2 separate regions of the Triticum aestivum genome follow, and region 1 is linked to region 2. Evidence: chromatin contacts called from public Hi-C data. All regions are on one chromosome and are shown on one strand. The core of a region is the stretch at or near the end of the contact, and the rest is flanking DNA. Distances in the headings are between cores, read along the strand shown. Region 1 holds the start of LOC123111885 (protein ELF4-LIKE 3). Region 2 holds the start of LOC123111882 (AUGMIN subunit 5).

The links. A called contact is a pair of places that touch in the nucleus more often than the background predicts.
Region 1: a Hi-C map of leaf shows a contact between it and region 2, with 5 times the contacts expected there. The contact joins the promoter of LOC123111885 here to the promoter of LOC123111882 in region 2. A contact is called at or near these places in 2 of 5 Hi-C or Micro-C datasets (leaf and an unstated tissue).

The regions. Positions count from the first base shown.
Region 1 is chr5B:365,598,149-365,600,848 of IWGSC CS RefSeq v2.1, reverse strand. It overlaps LOC123111885 (protein ELF4-LIKE 3), which reads left to right and starts at 1,349. Exons shown (of 1, transcript XM_044532759.1): 1 at 1,349-2,266. The coding sequence starts at 1,587. The coding sequence ends at 1,949.
Region 2 is chr5B:365,217,787-365,220,486 of IWGSC CS RefSeq v2.1, reverse strand. LOC123111882 (AUGMIN subunit 5) reads left to right here and starts at 1,386. Exons shown (of 10, transcript XM_044532758.1): 1 at 1,386-2,082. The coding sequence starts at 1,634. It overlaps LOC123111883 (a long non-coding RNA gene), which reads right to left and starts at 1,242. Exons shown (of 5, transcript XR_006454858.1): 1 at 649-1,242.

The DNA.
Region 1 (2,700 bases), core at 100-2,599, 380 kb before region 2:
TTATTCACACTATGTGATCTGGTCTCTCATTCTTCCTTCGTTCCATGGTTAGATCTGATCTTTCATCATCCCTTTCATCCCATTGCCAACTCCAATCTTCCATCCTTCCTTTGTTGTCCTGCGAACATATGTGGAAACGACACCGACATTCAATGGTATATTTATACATTGACTTTATTCTTATTATGTAACATTGGCTTGATAGCCTGACGCTGAGCCATCGCCTTTCTTTCTTCTCCATGTGGGAGCCACGACGACCAGATAGTCTGGGCAAATTACGAAGGATCCCGGTGATAAGCACTTGCCGTGAAAAATTGTTCACTTCTTTCCTATTTCTTGCTATAGCTTCACCACTGCCTCGAGGAACAATGCAACACATGAAAAGTACCCTCCTTCACGTTATCTTTTTTTTGCGGGGAACCCTCCCTCGCATTATCAACCTCATTTATCCTTTCTTGACCACAGGCAATGCATAGTTTAAGTACAAGAAAAAGATTATCGATGAGGATTATGGCTAACAAGCTATCACATCTCCCTTCTATTTTGCCGACCATCCTCCAAAGTATCGATCCTGCCTTGTTGCGTTGGTGAAACATCGTCAACGTGTTCCTTATCCTCCATGTATCAAGATCTAGTATCGCAATCAGTCACTAATGGCCAGATCTGGGCTCCATATCATCCCCGCATTTAGATTTGGTCCCATCGAGAACAGAGGATGCATTCATCCTCTCGATGGCTGGATCTAGGTGCCCGCCCTTCTCCCCATCACATTTGTGGTCATGTTCAAGCATCTTTCTACCATTGTTCATGCTATCTGATCCGGTCTCTCATTCTTCCTCCGTTCCATGGTCAGATCTGATCTCTCATCACCCCTTTCATCCCATTGCTAGCTCCGATCTTCCATCCTTCTTTTGTTGTCTTGCGAACATATGTGGAAACGACACCGACAATCAATGGTATATTTATACATTGACTTTATTCTTATTATGTAACGCTGGCTTGATAGCCTGCCGCTGAGTCATCCCCTTTCTTTCTTCTCCATGTGGGAGCCACGTCGGCCAGATAGCCTGGGCAAATTACGAAGGATCCTGACGATAAGCACTTGCCATGGAAAATTGTTCATTGCTTTCCTATTTCTTGCTATAGCTCCACCACTGCCTCGAGGAACAATGCAACACATGGCAGGTACCCCCTCACATTATCAACCTCATTTATCCTTTGTGGAGAACACTCTATGGCAAACAAGCCATGGAGATCCAAACGAGTGTTAGGAGGAGAGGCCCCACAAAAAAAATCGAGAAACAATTGCCAAGATAAGCCAGGGCTCCACGGGGGAAAGCGAAGGAAAGCAATATCGGCACTTTCCCCCCTAAATTACAGCGCTCTTCATCCCACGTCGAAGGATCTCATCAGGTCGTAGCACACATCTCTCTCCCTGCCCCGACCCCGATATATTCCCCCCAAATCCCTTCCTCCGTCCGCCTTGTCTCGCTCTCTCGTTCTCTGCGTGACGACCCCCCTCCCCTCCTCGATATTCATCTTCCTCCCGCACGCAGAATTAGATCAGGGCGAGCGGGGCAGGGAGGATGGAGAACAGCAGCGGCCGGGAGGTGCTTCCGAACGGAGGAGGAGCCGGGGGGATGGGCAACGGCGCGGCGAACGGGAGGGCGGTGCAGGCGCTGCAGCGGAGCTTCGCCGAGGTGCAGGCGATCCTGGAGAAGAACCGGATTCTGATCCAGGAGATCACCCAGAACCAGGAGTCGCTCGAGGCCGGTGGCCTCAGCCGCAACGTCGCCCTCATCCGCGAGCTCAACAGCAACATAGCCCGCGTCGTCGACCTCTACAACGCCCTCTCCTGCTCCTTCTCCAGCTCCCTCACCAACGGCTCCGCCCCCGCTGCCTCCGACGCCTCCAAGGGGGCCTACAAGAGGCCGCGCCCTGCCCAGTAGAAGAGACAGACCGTCAGCGCCATCTTCTCCTCTGTTCAGATTTAGATTTCTGCTGTGGCCATCCATGGCCAGGGCTCAGCGGCAGGCAGATTTGAGACTTCCTTTTTTCTTTTTCTTCGTTTTCTTCTTTGTTTTAGCGTTGAGCTGAGAGATATGGACATGGTCAGCTTGTTGTCAGAGATGAAACAAAGATGCAGGCAGCAGTGTGTGGCTGTATCAGTATGTATCTGTGTTTGTGTTGTGTGTTGTATGGCCTACTGGCGCTGGTGTCTTTCTTTCAGGCCAGATCGGATGGAATGATTGCTTTGTCCTGTGAAGTCGGTTGGTGAGAGGAGAGAGAAGCGATCCTGCTACTGCTACTGCTCATCATCAGGGATCAAGTACAAGAATCTGATCCATGATGGATCTCCTTCACACATCTTCTTTTTCATCGTGTGCTTTTATTTGGATCTTCACAACTGACTAATATTAACTCCATAGGATGGATTTTCCCCCCAGGAAGCAAGCACTTCAATCCCTGCAGAACTTATTTGTTCCGACCGTCCATTCTCAAACATGGAAATTCTCCGTGTTCTAGTTCGATTTCTTCAAAGAAAATTTCCGTGCTTCGAGCAGCTCAATATCCATGGAACACATGGAAATAACCCACATCACAAAGAATTCAACTCGCATACACTTTCGCAAATCTTGCGGGTGCCAAACAGTTCAATATCCATAGAAACATGGAAAATCCCTCCAAACCTTTCGATTC
Region 2 (2,700 bases), core at 137-2,636:
AGTTCAAACATTTTTACCAAGCATGAAAAGACCCTAAACCCAAGATCTCAATTGATAGCAAAACAACCTCCCAATAGATAGATGTATCGGCCGGTATAAAACTGAAAAGCAAAGAGAAGAAATCATCACCATGCCAGTTGGGTTAGAACCGCATATAACTTGGTAAGAAATCACAAACCTTCAACATTTTAAGTAGCATTTTTATCACCAGAACATCACCTAAGTGCTTCCATGGATCATACCAAAGCAAATAGGGTGCCCGCGGCGGCAGAACGTGGCTAGCACGCACATGAGGTTGACACTAAAGAGATATACACAAACTCTCGCCACAGCCTAGAGCGTGATCAGCTGTTGATATTACAACCCTTGCTCCTCTCAGTTGTTCCAATATAAGAAGAAGCAATATATTCTCCTCCACAAAGATCCCAATATATTACTTCACCCAGACCAAATCACGACAATGCATAATAGCACAACGTTCTATGCTTCTTAAAAGTTAAATCCCCTTTATAGGTTCCAAATTCATAGAGGAATTTCTAGAGTCCATCTCACTGAGATCTGCCAAGGCCGTGTGGCGCAAGATAAGCTATACATGCTTGACCATACGTGCACAGGAGTAGGGAATATGTCGAGGGCACGGCGGCGTACTTGTCTTGTTGGCGCGACCGTGGGTGGAGACGACGGCCATCACGTGGCTCCCCGGGAAGATGATCATCCGCCACAATGCCATCACCGCGCACAGGCGCCAACATCCTCACAGCGGCACCCAGCCTCGACGACCCCCTCTTGCTCTTCCTTCCGCCATCATGGTGGTGGTGTCCGTGGAGGGCATCGGGTGGCGAGGTAGCAACAGGGAAGCGACGGCGGGTGAGAACCCTAGCTGGGCATCGGCGTCTGAGGCTAGCACGCACATGAGGTTGAAAATACCTGAGCTCCTCCTCGATGCAGGGCACGACCTTGCGCCGCTCCTCGCTGCTCGCAACGTGGCCACACCCTGCCTTGCCCCGGGGTTCCGCGGCGGCGGCCCCGGCCCACAAGTGGGGGAGCTCGAATCTCGGCGGAGGCGGTAGATGGCGGCGGAGGAGGAAGACATTGGCGGTGGAGGCGGGCAACCCTAAGAAAAGGATCGAGCGCACGGGGTGATTTTTAGTGGGATGCCGAAAAACCAGTGCGCTAGTGGTGATGGGAGGCGAGACGAAAAAAACCCGGACAAAAATGGTAGACGAAAAAAACCGTGAAGGCAATCCTACATCAAGTGAAACATTAGGAGTAGAGACTATTCCGTCTTAGTTTTTTTTTTTGACAACGACTATTCCGTCTTAGTTTGCTTGCGCTATGAACACGGTCCGTCTGAATAACATTTCGAAACACTGGACCACCCTCTCCTCTCCCCTGTTCGGAGTTCGGACGGCCGTCACGGGGAGCCTCGTCCATTTGCTGTCCGCGACGACCAAACACAGCCGTCCCGCGCCGGCGCCGTGACGCCGTCCCTCCCCACCACAAAGATCCAAACAAGAGCCCAGGAGAAAGTTTCAAAAAAACCACTCCCACTCCCTCCCTCCACTACCCACCGCCGACCCAACCCCTCGTCGTCAGATCGGGCGCCTAGGGTTTCCCCACCCGCCGGCCGGCGATGCCCGCCTCCTCCGTCTCCGGCAGCACCGGCCCCGGCGGCGTGTCGCCCGACGCCATCATCGAGTGGCTGCAGGACGAGATGGGCTACCCCTCCGCGCCGCCCGCGCCCGAGCAGCTGCGCAAGATCTGCCGCGGCAACATGCTCCCGGTCTGGTCCTTCCTCCTCCGCCGGGTCCGCTCCGAGCGCACGGTCGCCACGGCGCGCCGGAACATCCTCGTCCACGGCGTCGCGGCCAGGCGGGCGCGGGAGGGGGGCGTCGGGGCGGGAGGAGGCGACGCGGCTGCCAGGGAGGCCGAGGCCAGGGAGCGCGACCTCGCCGCCGAGGAGGCGGAGCGGCTGCGCGGGGTCGTGCGGAGGCAGCGCAAGGAGCTGCGCGCCCGCATCGCGGAGGTCGCGCGCGAGGAGGCCGAACGCAAGCGTGTGCTGGGCGAGCGCTCCAATGCCAGGTACCCATATACCGGTGGAATCAGGGGGCACGAACTATTTACGATTTGATTTGACGATCCTATTGGAGATATGGGGATTTAATTGACGCTACATTTTGGTTTTCACTTTTGCTGCTTGCTATTTACTGATAGGGATGCCTGAAAATCGTCTGACTTAGTACCAACTGACTGTCTATACTTTACTGTCGCTAGTAGAAATACATGAAAAATACTCCCGATAGAATTGCTTGAAAGTGTCACTCCCTATCGGATTTTGATGGGAACAAGGTTTGATATATCAGAGGGGATGTTCAGGTTGATGCCGCCCAGAAGATCTACACGTAGTAGACTTGGGGATTATATTCACGCTACATTGTGATTTTCGCTTTTGCACCTTGCTAAGTTTATTGGTAAACTTGCCTGAAAATATAGGACTTTTAAATTTACTACTGTCACTACTTTACTTGGAAGTGTCACTCTTGAATCTTGAGCTGAGTTTAATGGGATCAAGGATTGATTTATTTGAAGGAATGCCACACAGAAGACTAACATATAGTAGAGCCAGTAAAGCATCGATAGAGTTTATGGCCACTCTAAATGCTGTTCCATCAATAAAATGCCATTAGCTCTATTTTCCAT